2 separate regions of the Sus scrofa genome follow, and region 2 is linked to region 1. Evidence: chromatin contacts called from public HiChIP or PLAC-seq data. All regions are on one chromosome and are shown on one strand. Each heading gives the region's core, a stretch centred on a gene start, on an enhancer-like site or on the middle of the called end of the contact. The rest is flanking DNA. Distances are from core to core; before and after follow the strand shown. Region 1 overlaps AMPD3 (AMP deaminase 3). Region 2 overlaps SBF2 (myotubularin-related protein 13).

Region 1 (4,858 bases), core at 1,565-4,064:
TCCAGGCAGTATCTGCAGCCTATGCCACAGCTCACGGCAATGCTGGATCCTTAACCCACTGAGTGAGGCCATGGTTCCTAGGTGGGTTCGTTTCCGCTGAGCCACAACAGGAACTCTGGCCCCAGGGTTCTTGACTAAGGTGTCTAGGAGCTGAGAAGGGCTGGGGAGAGGGGTGGGGTATGGGTGGGGACACAGAATGGCAGACAAGGGTGCCATAGCACGAGTGGGGACAGCAGACAGGTGCTGAGAGATGCCATAATCACAGCCCAAAGGAGCAGGGCATGTCCTTGGGTTGAGGGCCTGGTTGGGCAGGAAGGTTCTTGTGGCCCAGGAGGGAGGGTAAAGCTGTTCTCTGGCCCTTTGGGCCCCTGGGCTTGGCCTGGAGCTGGTGCTTGCATGGCCCAGGTCTTTGGCAGAAGTGAGTTTCTGCCAGATGGACATGTGGGTAGGGGAAGGAAGGGGCGGGCCAGCTGTGGCAGAGCGAGCTGGCTTACTCTGTGTCCCAAGAGCTAACATGGGGTGCAACAGGTGGAACTGTGGACAGACAGATCTTGGCTCATCACAAGGAAGTGCTTTCTAACAGTGGCAACAGCTCATGTTTTGTTCACCTTGTATTTACGTGCTTAGCACTGGCCTGGCCCAGAGTAGGTGCTTGGTAAATGGTTTTTGAATAAATGATTGACAGTGGATGTTTTACTCAGAAATGGAGTGAGCTCACTGTCGCTTGAGGTATTCAAGCAAAGGCTGCCTTAGTGAGAGGATTGGGGCATGTGATCTGTAAAGCCCTTTCTAACCAGGACACTTCATGGTTCTATAATTCAGAAAAAAGCTTATGATAACTTCTTCATTCTCGTGACACACGTGGAGCTTCAGCAGCTTTGGGAGAGAAAGGACAGACGTGTGGACATACACACACATATCTGCAAATTCTTGGTCACTCAGTTGCCCCTTTGTGGCTGAGCCTCAGCAGTACCGAATGGATACTAGATATGGGTGGTTGACAGAACTTCTAAAATGTCCCCCAGGAAGTGTCTTTCCCTAATCTCCAGACCCTTTAATAGGATGAGACATCGATCCTGTGATTACGCTGTGGTGTGTGACTCTGTGGACCTGAAGATGGGGAGGTTATGAATGGGCCTGATCTGATCTCTCGCACCCTTAGTGCAAGAGAGCTTTCTCAGCAGTAGTGAGGGAGGATTCCAAGCACCAGTGCCAGGCTTTGAAGACAGAGGGCGCTATGTGCAAGAAGCAGAGGCCTACTCTTGCCCAGTAGCCAGTGGGGAACCGGGGCCGGTCTAGGGCCATGTGGAACTGAATTCTGCTAAACACCTGCATGAGCTTGGATGTGGATGCTTCTCCAGGATCTTCTGTTAAGAGCCCAGTGTGGATAACCCCTTGATTTTGGCCTTTGATACCTGGGGCATAGAGTTCAGCCAGGCTCACTTGGATATCTCACCTCCTGAGCTGTGAGCCAGCAACTGGGGGCTTGAAGTCACCAGGCTTCTGGCAATGCGTAGCACAGCCGCAGAAGATAAGCACAGGGCTCTTTCCTGGGGCTCCATTCTTCTTTTCTTCTTCTTTCCTTCCTTCCTATCTCTCTCTCTCCTTCCCTCCCTCCCCCGCTTCCTTCCTTCCTCTCCCTCTGTCTCTCTCTGTCTCTCTTGCTTTGCTTTGCTTTTTAGGGCCACATGTGCGGCATATGGAAGTTCCCAGGCTAGGGGTTGCATCAGAGCTGCAGCTGCCCTCCTACACCACAGCCACAGCAACTCGGGATCCAAGCTGCACCTGCGACGACCACCACAGCTCATAGTAACGCAGGATCCTTAACCCACTGAGTGAGGCCTGGCATCGAACCCACATCCTCATGGATACTTGTTGGGTTTGTAACCTGCTGAGCCACAATGGGAACTCCCTCCATTTAGCTTTTTTAGTTTTCGTGGAGACAAGTTTGGTGGTTAATGCTGGTTTATTGCAAGCCCTTGCCCATGGTTGATGAGGAGTTGACCCATCTGTTGTCAAACCTGTCCATTGTCCCTGCAGAGTCAGAGCTCCCAGCCCATGGATGTCCACATGTGACCTTCTGGGGCTCACCTCAAGTCCAAGGCTGGAGCCATAATGGGTGTCTTTAAGAAGGTGAACTTGGGGACACAGCTGGTGGGTACTGGTGTCTTCTCTGTGGCAGAGGAGTATGGATGTTTCTTGGACAAGCCTGGTGGGCTCTTGGCTTAGGCAGCCTTCCAGCTTTCTGATCATGGTTGGGTTATTATTATTTGTCTTTTTAGGGCCACACTCCATGGCATATGGAGGTTCCCAGGCTAGGGGTCAAATCAGAGCTGCAGCTGCCAGCCTACACCACAGCCACAGCAATGTGGGATCTGAGCCATGTCTGTGACCTATACCACAGCTTGCGGCAATGCTGAATCCTTAACCCATTGAGCAGGGCCAGGGATTGAACCTGAGTCCTCATGGATCCTAGTTGGGCTCGTTACCACTGAGCCATGATGGGAACTTCCGAGTTATTATTATTATTTTTTAAAGCCTTTTTAACCTGTTGTTCACCTTAGATGTTACCTCGGTTCTTTCCTTATCAGGACTGGTCCTTAGGCAGCATTGGCTGAGGCTTGTGGGGGTTAAGTTGGCATGGAGATAAAGATAGTGACCTAGCAGGCATGTGAGTGACACAGGAGTCAGGGTCTCATGGGGCCTGTCAGAACATGAGACGGAGCCCAACGTAATGGCTTTTCTTCTAGGTGTGACCATCCCAAAGATGCCAAAGTGGGAACCTCATTACTCAACGTGGGCCTGCCTCTGAGGAATGATTGACAGGCATCAGTTGGCCTCTTTCTTGGGACAAGATGCTTGACTCAGCTCCATGTGATAGATGGAGGGCAAGCTGGGGAAAACCTGGGCTGGAGGTTCCTGAAGTTCAGCCTGGGTTTCCTGAATAACCTAGCATTTAAGGGCAGGGCAAAGACAGACTTCTGATAAAGGGGCTGCCTCCATTTTCCAGGTAGAAATAGCCTTGTCCCCAAAGAAGTGATAACACACGTGGGTGGATAGTGACCAGAGAGCCATGGCAAGCATTGGGTGTAGAGAGAGGTCAGGGAACTGTAGTTCCTGTAAATTGGCCATGGATCAGTGAGGAGAGACCTGGCCAAGAGCCAGGAGGAAGATAGCTGGTTTCGGGTGAGTCATGAGGTCCGTTTGGAGATAACAAATTTCTCCATACCCTGTAGATGTCACTGGTGCCTGGAGAAGAGGAGGGGTTTTTGTGGGCTTTGGGGGCAGGGAGTGGTCACAGTTGCTCTTGAATTCTTGGCTGGAGGCTCTGGTTGTACCGGGCTAGTTGGCCCACTGCTGGGCCCTCTGGTCAGCTGGTTTCTGGCATTGCTGGGGGTCTGGGTTCCCTCAGAGGCAGAAAAAGACATGGGAGAGGAAGTGCTGAGGTCCTCACCTCCCTCTTGCCTGACTTTCTTCCTGGGGATCCTAGGACTTGGGGTGGTGTCGTTTGAAACATTACTAATTAGTTAACAGGAAAATGAATGTTCCTAAGTCAGCATTGCAGATAAGCATGAGCTTGTGGCATTTGAAACCAACCTTGCACCTGCTTCCCCAGGAGTTTGTGAAATCAGCCTTTGGTGCCAAGGTGACAAGTTGAGAGGACTGGAATTGATGCTGATCAGTCCCTTTCCAATAACAGATCTGTGCCTGCCCAGAGCAGCCAGGAAGGCACATGTCAGGCTGCAGGAAGGAGCAGCCAGGGTGACAGGCTGCCAGGGAGGTGGGGTGCGAAGGGCTAGCTGCCACCTGGCCATGACTTTGTAGAATTTGTTTCCCATCCCTGGTCCCCTGAGTCCTTTATGAAAACAGGAGGTGGGACGGGTTGATGGCATGAGCTTTTCTGGCTCCAGTGCCCCCGTTTTCTAACTCTGTGAAATGCACGGTGATTATCTGAGACTCTGTGTACTGGGACTCAGGGTCTGGCTTTATCTGAAGACAGCATGCTGGTTGATTTGACATGGTCCTCACCTCGTCTGCCCTCAGAGTTAGACCCCCACAGATCAGTCTTCCCTCTGTCTCCTGAGACATTTGCCTACTCCGATGCTCCACGCACCCTGCAAACACAGCCCACAGCAGTTCTTAGTGACCACAGGGTGCCTAGAGTATTGCATTCAGGGAGAGGAAGGCATGAATAATTAGAAACTTTTTTGGGGGTGGTGGTTGTACCCTTGGCATATGGAGGTTCCCGGGCTAGGGGTCAAATTGGAGCTGCAGCCTCCAGCCTATGCCACAGCCACAGCAGCACCACATCCAAGCTTTGGTCTGTGGCCTACACCGAAGCTCATGGCAAAGCCAGATCCTAAACCCACTGAGCAAGGCCAGGGATCGAACCTATGTCCTCATGGATGCTAGTCAGAGTTGAGAATTTTTTTTTTTTTTTTTTTTTAAGGGCTGCTTCCATGGCCCTAAAAAAAGTTGCTGGGCTTGGGGTTGAATCAGAGCTGCAGCTGCCAGCCTACACCATAGCCATAGTCACACCAGATCTGAGTTGCGTCTATGACCTACATCGCAACTCATGGCCATGCTGGATCCTTAACCCACTGAGGGAGGCCAGGGATCAAACCCTTATCCTCATGGCTACTGGTCGGGGTCGTTACCTCTGAGCCACAACAGGAACTCCTAGAAACTTCTTAATAATGGGTCCAGCACTAGTGATTAATCAGAGTCAGATTGTCCTGCCATGTCCAGAACAAAGACTCTTTTATCACTCCCCTCAAATTAGCTGCTTCTATCTCTCACATTTCCTTGCTCTTGACTTTTAGAAAGAAAAGTTTTAAGATGATTCGGTCCCAGTCCC
Region 2 (4,858 bases), core at 1,620-4,119, 240 kb before region 1:
CTCCTTTCCTCCATCCTCTAATGGAACATGGTACTTTTCCCATTTCAGACTGCTCTAATTCTTATTACCTAATGTCCAAATAGACTTAAACAACTTAAAGAATGTAAAAGAATAATGAGCTCAGAATAAAAACTTATAAAACAATTAAAAAGCAAAAAGCTAAAGGATAAGAAAGAGACAATTCATCTTAGGAAAAAGCAAATATTTAAATTTGTAAATAAATTGTCTAAATAATTATTCTAAAAAAGTCACAACAAACAATATAGAAACTAAAGATACATAGAAAGCATACTAATTTCTTTAACTTTCATAGTAAGTAATCAGCAGACACTATACATTTGATAATTCAAGAAACATAAGTTTAATAATAGCATTTAAAGTAATAAAGTATGGAGTTCCCGTCGTGGCGCAGTGGTTAACGAATCCGACTAGGAACCATGAGGTCGCGGGTTCGATCCCTGCCCTTGCTCAGTGGGTTAACGATCCGGCGTTGCCGTGAGCTGTGGTGTAGGTTGCAGACGCGGCTCGGATCCTGCGTTGCTGTGGCTCTGGTGTAGGCTGGTGGCTACAGCTCCGATTCAACCCCTAGCCTGGGAACCTCCATATGCCGCGGGAGCGGCCCAAGAAATAGCAACAACAACAACAACAAAAGACAAAAAAAAAAAGACAAAAGACAAAAAAAAAAAAAAAAAAAAAAAAAAAAAAAAAAAAAAAAAAGTAATAAAGTATCCTCCAGACTAACATTATTAACATAGCAAACAAATACTAAGAGGTAGAGGGAGAAGTTAGTTATCAGTTTCATTAAATTCTCCATCTTTCATATTTGAAAATCAATAGGTACTGTCTAAAGTTGTTCAATATATTCATTCCTCTATGTGTCCACAAACAAGCTGAAAAGAGTAAGGAAGCAGGAATGAGGGTGGGCACAGTAAAGGAGACTTTATATTCCTCAGTTTAAGTGTTTCGTTTGGGGGAAAAAAAAAAACTAAAAATAAAACAGTTACTAGTGCATACAATATGGGGGGGGGAAATAGTAAAATCTGCGATTATATACTCAGGGAAATAAAAAGCAAATGAAATGACCACTGACAACTTTGGATAGTTTCTGCTACTAATTACTCCAAAAGTATCATTACCATGAAAATGCCCACTGCTACAAGTCAGAGACAGGCTGCCTCTACCAGAGACAAATATTGTGCCACTGCTTCCCGATATTTATGAGGGGGAAAAACTCTTGAGTTCTAGAGATATATTGCTCTGTTTTACAATAACTTCTAAGAGGAAGAATAACTTCTTTGTTTTTTTAGCACCACACCCATGGCATATGGAAGTTCCTAGGCTAGAGGTCAAAGGTCAAATTGGAGCCACACTGCCGGCCTACACCACAGCTCACAGCAACACAAGATCTTTAACCCACTGAGGGAGGCCAGGGATCAAACCTGCATCCTCATCGATCCTAGTCATGATCCTTAGCCACTAAGCCATGAAGGGAACTCCCAGAAGAATAACTTCTAATCATTAATAACTTCTAATCTGTGTTCATTAACACAATACATACAACAAATCTGTGATCAAGACCCACTCTTCTACTCCTAAATTATCACGTTAATTCATTCCCTCCTCTCTATCACCACTCATTTAGGCCTTCAAAATTTCTTGCCTTAATTACTTACTATCCTTCGCTCTCCCTTCTCTCCTCTTTCATTCACTGATACAAAACAATCATTCTAGGGAGTTCACTTCATGGCTCAGTGGTTAACAAATCCAGCTAGGATCCATGAGGTTGCAGGTTCGATCCCTGGCCCTGATCAGTGGGTTAAGGATCCAGCGTTGCTGTGAGCTGTGGTGTAGGTCGCAGTCACAGCTTGGATCTGGCATTGCTGTGGCTGTGGCATAGGCCAGTGGCTACAGCTCTGATTAGACCCCTAGCCTGGGAACCTCCATATGCCGAGGGTGCAGCCCTAGAAAAAAAAAAGACAAAACAATCATTCTAACAGTACGAACTTGTCATGTCACACCCACACTTAAAATGTCAGTATCTTACCACTATCTATAATTTAAAGTCCAGGAACTCCCATTGTGGCTCAGTGGTAACAAAACCCGACCAGTATCCATGAGGATGCAGGTTTGATCCCTGGCCCCACTCAGTGGGTTAAGTATCCTGCATTGCCGTGAGCTATGGTGCTGGTCCCAGACGCACCTCGGATCTGGCGTCGCTGTGGCTGTGGCATAGGCCAGCCCTAGCCTGGGAACTTTCATATGCCAGATGCAGCCCTAAAAAAAAAAAAAAAAAAAAAAAAAAGAGTCCAAAGTCCTTGGCATGACATACAAGGCCCTTAATCATCTTCTCTGGCCCAATCTCTCTGTCCTCCTTTTTTCACACATTCTTCATACACACTCTATGACTCTGGCTACACCAAACATACCTACAATTCTTCTAAAGAGTCATTCATCTCCCATATATTTATGTTCTCTCTCCTCTTCCTTAGAGAGCCCCTTAATTCTCTTGTTTGGTATAGCCTATTTCTCATAGGTACAACATAGAAATCACTTCCTCCAGGAAGTCCTCCTGTATCTCCTCCTTTCCCTACCAGCCATGTAAAGGTTCCTTTTCCCTATGCTCTTCATAGTATTCTGTTTATCCCTCTATCATGTCTCCTTTCACTTATATTACTACTGTCTCTTTTACCTGATTGTCTTTCCCACTAGAATGTTATCTCTTGAGATCAGGACTTCTCTGAGTAAGGCAATTTACAAATACAGTATTCAAAACAACAATTTCTTAACTAATCAGCACATGAGATGTTTAAAAGCTGGTATTTACAATAGGGAACATAATTATAAAGGGAATTTCCCCACAGAAAAAGGAACAAGGGAGAATTCTGCTTCTGGTATTGCTGAGTAAGTGCCTACCCAATCAACCCTCCCACAGATAACAAATATAAATTGTAAAACAAAACACAAAAAAAGACTACCTAAAGGCACTGAAGAGTGACCAAAAGAAGGCAAATTAAATTAGAGGGGAGTCAATACTAGGAAGAGAGCAGTATAGGTAAACTTCTCACTTAGACTTTTTTCCTAAGGCAGGTCCTGTCACCAGAGAGGCTCCTAAAACTCCCATATAAACCTCACAACCTTACTACCTTAAAGAACCAGAGGACAGCTGTCAGGGACACCAGAGCCACTGAAAAGTACTAGAAATTCATAAAGGGAGAGATATAAAATCTAAGTATAGAAGTTCCCGCTATGGCACAGTGGGTTAACGATCTGATTCGTCTCTGTGGTGAAGTCAGTTCAATCCCCAGCCCAGTACAGTGGGCTAAGGATCTGTCATTGCCACAGCTGCAGGGTGGGTTGCAGATGCAGCTCAGATTTGATCCCTGGCCTGGGAACTTCTATACACACACACACACACACACACACACACACACACACACACACACACATGCATATGCCAAGGGTGCAGCTGAAAAAGGAAAAAAAATCTAGGTACAAACTCTTCACAAATTTCTGGCTGACTTCTGAACCATACATGCAAGGAGTTAAACTATAAGAAGCTCAGCCAAGGATAAAATAACTGAATTAAGACCACCACCCAAGAAACAGAGCTTAGAGTTTGAGTCTAATCATGTTAACTGCCTACTAAACAAAAGCATCAACAATTTTTAAAGAAAGATAACAAAATTCAGAATCTCCATAACTTCATATGTACAATGTCCACGATACAATCCAAAGTTTCTTGACAGACAAAACAATCAGGAAAAGGTGAACCAAAAAGAAAAGATAACCAACTGAGACTAAATCCAAGACTGCTCAGGAGTTAGACTTAGTAGACAAACATTTTCAAGCAAGTATTATTACAACTATGTTCAATGATGCAGAGAATACAATCATAACAAGCAAAAAGAAACCTTAACAGAGCAATAGAAATTTTTAAAATAACCAACAAATATCCTACAACTAAAAAATATACCATCTAAAATCAAAAATTCACTGAACAAAGTTTCCATTATGGCTCAGCAGAGAACCTAACTAGCATCTACGAAGATGCAGGTTCAACCCCTGGACTTGCTCAGTGGCTTAAGGATCCAGCATTGCTCAGAGCTTGGTGTAGCCTGCAAATGAAGCTCCAATCTGGCATTGCTGTGGCTATGGCATAAGCAGGAAGCTGTAGCTCTGATTCAACCCCTTGCCTGGGAACTTCCATATGCCACACATGTGGCCCTAAAAAGGGAAGGAAAAAAAAAAACTTCACTGAATGGGCTTAAAAGCAAAATGGAAATGACAGTGAAAAAACTCAGTGTACTTGAAAATAGATCAATAAAATTATGGAATTTGAAGAATAGAGAGAAAAAAAGGATTTAGGGAAAAAAGAAACGAAGTCTCAGGGCCAGAAGACCTGCACACAAAATGCTAAAAGAATTTCTTTAGACTGAAGGAAAATGAAACTAGACGGAAACTCAGTTCGTCATAAAAAATAAAGAGCATTGGGAGTTCCCATAGTGGCTCAGTGGTTAACGAACCAACTAGTATCCATAAGGACTCAGGTTCAATCCCTGGCCTGGCTAAGTGGGTTAAGGAAACAGTGTTGCCGTGAGCTGTGGTGTAGGTCGCTGATGCAGCTTGGATCCCGAGTTGCTATGGTTGTGGCGTAGCCAGTGGCTGTAGCTCTGATTCGGACCCCTAGCCTAGGAACCTCCATACGCCGTGGGTGCGGCCCTAAAAAGACAAAAGACAAAAATAAATAAAGAGCATTGGAAATGTCTGGAAGTGCATTCATTAATTCAACAAATATTTAACAAATACCCAGGATAGACAATTTCCTTTAGGCAACAAAAGTTTCACTAACCTTGTGTAT

The links. HiChIP or PLAC-seq counts read pairs in DNA pulled down with a chosen protein or histone mark.
Region 2: an H3K27ac HiChIP or PLAC-seq map of alveolar macrophages shows a contact between it and region 1. The contact joins two enhancer-like sites. A contact is called at or near these places in 1 of 47 Hi-C or Micro-C datasets (embryonic fibroblasts) and 1 of 2 datasets of contacts at active chromatin or transcription factors (alveolar macrophages).

The regions. Positions count from the first base shown.
Region 1 is chr2:49,057,152-49,062,009 of Sscrofa11.1, reverse strand. It overlaps AMPD3 (AMP deaminase 3), which reads left to right. Exons shown (of 15, transcript XM_013994571.2): 3 at 4,824-4,858. Among named protein-coding and RNA genes, the nearest start is that of AMPD3, 25 kb to the left of the region's middle. Within about 2 kb of position 2,814, at least 16 of the 83 cell types and tissues checked have an H3K27ac peak or open chromatin away from gene starts, as enhancers often do. A contact at or near this core is called in alveolar macrophages, where this site is marked.
Region 2 is chr2:49,296,907-49,301,764 of Sscrofa11.1, reverse strand. The region is part of intron 1 of SBF2 (myotubularin-related protein 13); the gene reads right to left. Among named protein-coding and RNA genes, the nearest start is that of SBF2, 57 kb to the right of the region's middle. Within about 2 kb of position 2,869, at least 4 of the 83 cell types and tissues checked have an H3K27ac peak or open chromatin away from gene starts, as enhancers often do. A contact at or near this core is called in alveolar macrophages, where this site is marked.